Regions from separate parts of the Mus musculus genome. Here region 1 is linked to region 2. The links are chromatin contacts, called in public Hi-C maps. All regions are on one chromosome and are shown on one strand. Each heading gives the region's core, a stretch centred on a gene start, on an enhancer-like site or on the middle of the called end of the contact. The rest is flanking DNA. Distances are from core to core; before and after follow the strand shown. Region 1 has its middle 200 kb from the start of Gm32590. Region 2 overlaps Pard3 (par-3 family cell polarity regulator).

The links. Hi-C and Micro-C count contacts between places; a contact is called where the count stands out from the background.
Region 1: a Hi-C map of the N1E-115 cell line shows a contact between it and region 2, with 3 times the contacts expected there. The contact joins two enhancer-like sites. A contact is called at or near these places in 3 of 484 Hi-C or Micro-C datasets (the N1E-115 cell line, bone marrow-derived macrophages and gonadal supporting cells), 1 of 115 datasets of contacts at active chromatin or transcription factors (embryonic stem cells) and 1 of 9 other capture datasets (embryonic stem cells).

The regions. Positions count from the first base shown.
Region 1 is chr8:128,001,566-128,006,210 of GRCm38.p6, forward strand. No RefSeq gene overlaps it. Among named protein-coding and RNA genes, the nearest start is that of Gm32590, 200 kb to the left of the region's middle. Within about 2 kb of position 2,401, at least 27 of the 459 cell types and tissues checked have an H3K27ac peak or open chromatin away from gene starts, as enhancers often do. A contact at or near this core is called in the N1E-115 cell line, where this site is marked.
Region 2 is chr8:127,328,063-127,332,493 of GRCm38.p6, forward strand. All of the region lies in intron 5 of Pard3 (par-3 family cell polarity regulator), which reads left to right. Among named protein-coding and RNA genes, the nearest start is that of Gm9909, 120 kb to the right of the region's middle. Within about 2 kb of position 2,974, at least 39 of the 459 cell types and tissues checked have an H3K27ac peak or open chromatin away from gene starts, as enhancers often do. A contact at or near this core is called in the N1E-115 cell line, where this site is marked.

The DNA of each region.
Region 1 (4,645 bases), core at 1,151-3,650, 670 kb after region 2:
CCTCCCACTCACCTAGGAGTCTTCTACTTAACATCCCATCAGCAGCAGCACCTTGCTGAGCTATGCTTTCTTGTTTGTGTGCTGTACATCTATAGACATCTCTTGCAATTCTTTGGATATGACTAAAACAATTTCTCCTGGTTGAATTCATCCCAAATTCCCTTTGTTTAATGTCCAGTGTTCATCAGGTAAAACATTGTTGGCTTGAGGATAATAATTGGATCATTTGTTCCCTTAGGATAATTAAACCAATATCTATGGGTTTCTGGCTTGTTCTGTACCCAATATTCTGGGTGCTCTGCAGTGTCCCCAAAAGTATAAGAACTGCAGGCCATTAACCACATTATATAAAGGTGAACCTTTAGCAGAAGAAGCAGATGCTTAAACATGCAGCAGCTGTGAAGGGATATGTGTTCAAAATCAGAACAGGCAATATATGGTAAGGGTCTGAGGAATTCAGAGAACTGGAAAGGCATTCTCAGGTAGTAATAGGTAATGCGAAATTTTTATGAAAGAGATGAAATTTAACTAAGCTCAGAGCAACCTCATTCCTCTGAATGTTCTTCCTGGGACCGTTATATTCTCCCTTGGGTCATTTCAGGCTCTCTTCTCCGGAACTCAAAGGAAAAATGGGGTCATTTCCTAACAAAGCCAGTGGTGCTAGAGTACACTTCAGGGAATTTACTGTGAAAATATGCAAAATGGGCACCTCTGGATCACAGCCAGGAGAGGCTATGAGGACAGTTTCTGCTTCCCAGTTTGTTTTTTGCCATCTTAATTTCAACTTGCTTTCTCTGCTGCTCAGTACACCGTGGGGGATACACAGATCTTTGACGCTGCAAACTCTCAGACAGCAAACTTTCTTGCTGGAACTAGGAGAAAGCAAAAGAGTAGCAGAAGGGACAGCAGGTTGATAAGCAGACATTCCTAATGGAGGACATGGGAGGACCACAGCACAGGATGCTCTGCTTTCTGTCTCTGGAGTCCATCAGGCACGTTGTCTAAATAATTAAGATGGAGCTGCTCTGGAAAGTAACACTGGGAAGACATGCTCTGCCTGACACTACCCCCAGAATGCACCTCAGCCATGATAAGGGCTCTTGCTTCTCTCCTGCTACTCATAATTGGCTCTGCTGTTGTGGCTCCATTGGAGGTGTTTATATTCAAGTGAAAGCATTTACCATTAAAGACAGGGACTCTGGTAGTCTACACTAGCCTAAAACCAGCTGTGTAGTCAAGAATAGCATTGGGTTTGTATTATTTCTGCCTCTATCTCCCAGATGAGCATAATGAGTATTGCTTGCGGCAGTACATTCACTGTACCTAAAATAATTCCAAATTTCAAGCTGTATTTGTGTGCTTATGTATGTATCTGTGGGTGCTTGTTCCTGTGTGTGGGTGATTTGAAGGCCAGAGGTTAGCCTTGTCTGCTACTGTTTAGGGGCTGAGACATGGTCTCCTTTTGACTTGGAGATCACCAAAGTAGGCCAGGCAGGCTGACCAGTGAGCCCCAGAGAAATAGAGTGGGATTAAAAGTGCACATGCCATACATGTCTTTGTTTTTCTGTGGGTTCTGGGAATTGAACTCAGTCATTTATGCTTATGAAGGAAATACTTTAGCAACTGAGCCAACCACCAGCCCCAATAACTGAGTATTTCTTTAAAACCCAGTAAAACTTCTTCATAATGTATAGTATATAGTCATAATATAGTATATAAATTGGTTATGCTTGCTCTCCTCAGGCTGGGTAGCTCACACAGAAGAGACCTAGTGTTAACTTAGTCCAGGGCATGGCCATTGTCTCTATCTTTGATGCCCACAGCACCTAGAATTCTGTCTCATCTTTTGTCTTCTTTACCCTCAACAGATGTTTTGTTGGTATCCTTATGTTAAAAGTAGAGGGAAAGAAAGGGGCCTTTGTAGCACACTAGTGACAGGAGATGGCATAGTCTGAATGCCACTTGAATGAGTCCTGGTGTGATGGATGAACTCCTAATGAGAACCACACAGCCTGTGGCTAGTGCTGGGGCTCTAGGCCCTCTTGGGTCACAAGCTGTCACTGTGCCCAAGTGCACTCTGCCCGGGTTGAGGGGTCACCATTCTGCTCTTTTAATGAGGAATCCTACTTTTCATGGTGTTTTATTGGTCTGGAGCTGGTGTTGACAACATATTATTTTTCAAGAGGTGACATTTTTTTCTGCTAGGCAGTGTCTTTGAGGCAGTGGGCATGACTGTGGCAATCACACAAATGTAAGTGATGTTGTAGTGTGTTGAACAAAGGTAGAGCTGGTGGAGGTTGTGTTTGTGTGATCTGGGGGTGGATGGGGCTCAGATGACTGTCAGCAGCCATTGGCTGAGCTTCACCCTCACCTCCCACACTTGCCTTCCCCATCCTCAGAGGTTTGTTTCAGACAAGTTGCCTGTGTCACTAGTTAGGGATGATGACTATGAAAGGACTTGAGCCCACACAGGGACATGCGTGACAAATTATCCTGACAAGAATGCCACTACGATATTAGCAGCTCGTTAAAAGAGCTGGGTGAAACTCATCTTGGCTTTGATCAATTTTCTGCTAGCATTTCAAGGCTTTGGACAAATTCCCCAGCCCCTCCCACCCTACCCCAGTTTTGTGTTGTTAAAGCTGTTCTTGGCAGAGCTTTCCAAGGGCTGTGAGAGTCTGCTGACATACTCACCAAATCCCACAGATGTACATGCCTGGTTTAGGAAGAAGAAATGGAATATGAACTGAGAATTTTTATTTGCACTTAAAATATAAACAATAAACTTGGATAATATAATCTGTGATGCTCACTCCAGCTATTAGATTCTAATGAGAGGGCATGAACAATGGTCTGGAAGGGAAGGCCCTGGGATCGGTTTTCTGGGCCTGAGAATCTTAAAGCAGGAATGACCTGTGGGAAATGGCCAGGCCAAACACATTGCTGATGACAACTCTAATAAGTAGACACAGGTGACAGGAAAGTCCAGACTTCCTGAATTCCTGGAGTTTGTTCCATTCCCTTCACCACTGCTATAGGGGACAGTGGGACACCAGGGTCTGAGTCTGCCAGAGGAAATGAACAGTAAAGACACATATATGTGTACATATGTGTACTGTTGTTTGTTGACATGGAGACAGGCAGGTCTCTGATTTTTAGGGTAAATTGACAGAATGCAGACAATAACTGTCACCATAGTCTTAGGGAGAATTTGTTCTCTGAGGACTCTTCTTAGAGACTGGGGAGGCTCACTCACTTCAGGATAATTTCTTTTTCTCAAATTCTACTGCTTACAGATGATATTGATCACTCCTAAAATCTTTCTAGTGCAAGGCTGAGCCTTTCATACTGCTGTATTCCTACTGGTTTAGAGATTTCAGATGGGCCTAAGACCATCAAGTTCTGCAATAAGGAAATTATGGCATGCCTTACATAAAGACTACATGATGTGTATCTGTTAAGTGATGATCATTGCCCTGCATGAGGTTCTCTCAGGCATGAATTCTGTTGCTGCTGGCATGAAGTTCTATATTCTGTGGGTGTTACATGTCTGTTTTGTATATGTAAATATTTTTAAATGGAAACAGAGAAAGACAGAATGAGGATAAGAATAAAAGAACTATGGAAACTTTAATATTGTACCTATGGAATTATCTAGACCATTGAGACCCAGTGAGAAGCCAGAACAATAATAAAGGAAGACTAGAAGCAAGAGAATATGTATTTGTATGAGTTTATGTAAATTCCCATAAGCATATGAAAAACAACTGGTTTTAAAGGTGGGAAGGGATTGCTAGTGACTGAACTCCATGTGTCTCAAGCACTAAGCATGAACTCTTCTACTGAGCCACACCCCCAGTGCCTTGTAACTAACTTAAAATCTAATGGTTAGAATCTAACGATTAAAATAGAACACTTAATTTTCCTATTTTCAATGAACGGGTAGCTTCCCAATTTCTTCACTGAACGAATAATAGGCCTGTCTATATCATCACAGGTAGTCTCCCTCTCTTCATTAAATGGTAGTTTTATTCTCTTTTCATTTAATGGTTAGCTTTCCCTTTTCTTCATTGGATTCTTGGCCTTCCTCTCTATTCATTGATTGGCTCCCCCCCCCACCAACCCCCTTACTTTGATTGGTTGGCCTCCCCTCTTTCTCATTGATTGGTTGAGCTCTCCCTCTCTATTGACTGGTTACAAATCCTCTCTGTTAGTTGAATGGTTACTTCCCCCTCTTTTCATTGAATGCTTAGCCTTTCTCTTAGTCTTCATTGAATAGTTAGCCTCCCATTCCTTCACTGAATGGTTAACATCCCTCTTTCTTCACTCAATGGTTATTTTTCTTCTCTTCATTGACTGGTTGGCCTCTCCTTCTCATCATTGAATAGTTAGACTCTCTCTGTAGTTAATGGTTGTCTCCTCTCTCTCCATTGAGTGGTTAACTTCCTACTCTCTTTAATGAATGGCTAACCTCTCATTTACTTCATTGAGTGATTATCCTCCTTCTATCTTCATTAAACAGTTATTCTCCCCCAAGTGATTAGCTCCCTTCTCCCTTCACTGATGGTTAGCCTCCCCTTCGCTTCACTGAATGATTATCCTCCCTCTCATTTCATTATATGGTTAGCCTCCCTCTTTATTCATC
Region 2 (4,431 bases), core at 1,724-4,223:
AGCATATGGGCCTCTGTGATCTGATAGAGCTGGGGGGCAGTTGTCACTCATTCACTTCTGGAGCCCTTCAAAGGCTGCTTGTCAGGATTGTTTTCTTTATCTTTCTATCTATCTATCTATCTATCTATCTATCTATCTATCTATCTATCTATCTATCTATCATCTATCTATTCATCCATTATCTATTATCTATCTCTATTATCTATCTATAATCTATCATCAATCATCTCTATATATCATTTATTATCTATCTATCTATCTCTCTACCTACTTACCTACCTATCATCTCTTATACATCTATCTATTATCTATCTCTATCATCTATCTATAATCTATCATCAATCATCTCTATATATCATTTATCTATTATCTATCATCTGTCTATCTCTCTATCTACCTACTTACCTACCTATCATCTCTTATACATCTATCTATTTATCATCTATTATACATCTATTTATCTAGCTATCATCTATCTATCTATCTATCATCTATTATAAATCTAGCTAGCTAGCTATCATCTATTATCTATCTATCATCTATCATCAATCATCAATCTATAATCTATCATCTACCTATTTATCTGTTATCTATCTATCTACCTACCTAACATCTATCTGTCCATCTGTCCATCTACCTATGTCATCTATCCATCATCTGTCTATATCTAGCATCTATCTATAATCTATCCCCTGACTGTCTATTATCTATCATCTATATATCATTTATCTATTTTTCTATTATCTATCTATCCCTTCTGCCTTCATTGCTCTGTGAGATTACATGTATGTGCCACCAAACCCAACATAATGCAGTCTAGAGGACAGCACTCAGAACTTTGTGTTTACCAGGTAAGCACTGTACCTACTGAGCCACATCCCTCAGCCTGTTTTGTCCTTTTTGCTGGCTGTGATTACTACCTTCTGCTGCTTCTTTGATTGATGGAGCTGAAAGCCTGCAGGGAGACAGGAGGTGAGTCAGAAATTCTGAGCAAAAAAACCAGTCAGGTGGTATATGGAGTGACATTTGTGGAATCTTAGTGTTCACTGCTTTTCTTGCCCGTGAATACACTGTTACAGTCAGCCTGGCTGGATAAAGACACATTATTTTATAAATCCTTGACCTTCAGGTGCCTTTTCCTGTGCTCATTGCGGTCGGCCTTAAAGCCCTTTGTTGGAGCATTGTGCTCAGATGATGGGGAAAGATGTGTCTGTCTCTGATGTGCAGTGCACTGTTCATACCTCTGCTTCTCACTCTTCTTAACATTTGCTGTTTATTTTTGTGTCTTAGGAGAGGTAGAACTACTGTCCACTTTAGGAATACTAGTCAGAAAATTACATCAGCATTTCTATCTTATAGTATATTCTTCTCAAAACCTATTTCTGATACCCTGCCTGGAGAATAGGAACCGTTTAAAAGACATTTATTTATTTAGTTTAGTTTAGTTTGGATAGAGACAGTTTTTTGGTGGTGGTTGTTTTTGTTTAATCAGTTCCTTTGTAGGTTTTTCCTATCACGATCAACTTGGTTTTGGAGCAGTCCTGAAAATGTTGCTTTTAAGTGTTCGAGCAATTCATTCGCTGGTTTTGGTTTTGGCCACCTGTGTGGCCTGTGATATTTCTGTGATGGTTCTGTATTGATGAGGGGCCTTTTTCCCCTTTGCTTTTTCTGATGTTCAGGTCTCAGGTGAGACCCTTGTGAGTGTTTCCAAGGTACTCTACCAACCCAGTAGTCTCTCCAGCACAAGCTAAGTCAGACTTTTTAAGTAGCTGAGAAACTATGTAGAGATTAAACTACTGGAGAGAAGTGTGGTTATTTTTACTACATCCAGCTGAAGAGATTGGTGGGCTGGGACATTTGAATTTCTTTTCATACGGGGCAGTATTTTTTATCTTCTCTAAGCTAAGCACATACTAGTTCCTAATTTTGATGATTTAGTCTTTACAATGCTGGGTGATGGAGCAGCCCCAAAACACACACACACACATGCTTGTTTTCTTCAAGAGTTACAATTTCCAAGTTGAGAAATGAAACTGTAATGTTGATATTCATTAGTTGAGCCCTCTGGTAAACATGTTTCTTGTCCTGTCCAATGCTCTCGGTTCAAAGAAGAAACTCATTAACTGGCCCTTTGTGCTTTAACTTTTACCTAGACAGAAGTATGGTGTGATGGCACTGTCATCCCCCTTAGATGTCTTGATTTGCCTGTGGGTGCTCACTCTGCCCCTGTTCCTCTAAAGAAACAATGGCCTTTGGCGTGCCAAGGTCTTCACTTCCCTCCTGCTTGCCTTGTCAGTCATGTGGTTTCTCCCTTGCAAATCTCTTTGCTCCAGTCATTCCTTCAGTGGGTGTTTGTTCAACTGGAGCCCCCCTCCCCCCACAAGCCTTCCTCACGCAGGCTCTGCCCCTTAGAGTACAGAGGCTTGGTTCCTCTTTTGTCCCTTGACAGATCCTTCCCCTCAGGATGACATCTGTGTTTCTGCCCACCACCCTCCTCTTGGCCACGTTACCAAAGTGAGTTTGCCGTGGCTTCTCCCAGTGTCCACGTAGACACAGCCCAGACAGTCACCATGCTTTACCTATCCATAGCATCCAGAGGTAGTGAAGCTGACAACTAAGAATAGCCATCACATACATATAAATTTTATTCGAGATTTGTGCGGTTATACAATTGATACTTCTTGACAACACTGCTTGTTATATAGCACCTGCCTGTGACAGGGAAGACTGAAGACATGTTACAGAGGAAAGGCCTGAGGGCTGAAGAGAGACGGAAAGTCTGTCTGTGTGAAGCCGTGGTCCTGCTTTGAAAGTGATGGAGGACACTGCCTTTCTTATCTAAGTGTTGGCCTGTGCGCTTCCTTGGGGACAGCCTCCTAATTGAACTCGGATGTGAGAGCTAAGCAGCTTGCACCATCAGCTGCCCCTGCCGATCTCTGTGTGTCCTAATGAGCTCTGCTGATTGAGAGCTGGTCCTGTTTAATCCTGGGAGAGCCCAGGAGTCTGTCTGAGCTTTGCTGAGCTGCTGTGACCCAGTTAAGTGAGGTTCTTAAAAGGACATGGGGGGGGGGTGGGAGGAAAAATCCAAAAATGTTGATGTAAGTCCAAGACACCTGTCAATTTTGTTCTCAAGGAAACATTAAATTATTCTTCATGTCTACAACTAAGTAAATTCCCTGCTTCCTTTGCAAATGGTATTTGAACAAAATATTTGATTGTGTTGGATAATTTGTGGACATTAGAATTGGGCCTAACAGTAAGCACTCTGTAGTGAAAACATTGTGATTTTTCTGAGAGCTTTTTTTCTTTAGATCCAGGGGTTTCTTCATTCTCGCTAGACTGTAAATGTATTGTTCTATCATCTATGGCTGCGAGCTGGGAAAGTTTCACCTGTATAGGCATTTGTTTGCTTTTTTCCTCACTAGAGGGACAGTATGATTTTGTGTCCGTTTACAGAAATTGCATATACTATAAATTCTAGCACACCATCAATATGCTTGGCATAAGATTTAGACTCTTGTGATCATTTTATTTAGTCAACACCCACCCCTCCCCAAGAAACACTTCTAATTCATATAGATATTTGATATGAAAACCATGTTGTGATTTTGAAATTCTTTCCTGTCTGCCTATGCATCTGCCACATGTGTGTGGGTAGATGCATGCAGGGGTCAGAAGAGGGGATTATATCACTGGGAATGGAGTTCCAGGTGGTTATGAGTGAGCACTATTAATCACTGAGCCATTTCTCCAGACCCTTAAATTATTTTCTAATTAAAAAAAAGTTATTTAACTTTATTTAATGTGTTTGGATGTTTTCCTTGCACAAAGTTTATGTGCCATTTGCATGCAGTGCTCAACTAGGCCAGAAGAGGGCAGCAGAGTCCCTGGAACTGGAGTCCCTCCTTAGCTGTCATGTGGATCTGGGAATTGAAACCAGGTCATCCAGGAGGGCATCCAGAGCTTTTCACTGCAGAGCCATCTTTCTTCCCTTGGAGTTATTTTCTGATAGAAAGGAAATACTGTTCATTATGATATTCCACAGAAGTGTTAATTGAATTGATTCCGATGTAAAAATGATCCCACACCAATTGTTGTTGTTTTTGTTTCCTAAGTGTCCATTACACATGTAAGCTATTTGCAAGCCCTTCCTCTTCCCTGTGGAATACAGTACAACTTATGGACAGAGTAGGGCTAATACGGACACACTCTTGGTATTGCTGTTGTTTGTGGTGAGATTTCATGTATCACAGGTTGACTTCCAACTCACGGTATAGCTGACGATGACCTTGAACGTCTGCTAAAATACCAGTACCCATAACATTTTGTTATTTGTTCCCCTTTTAGTGTGTGTGTTGCATGTATATATGTATGTCTGTAAGTGATAGGTTTATTTCTCTGCTGCCAGTGAAATGAGCCAATTCAAGCCAG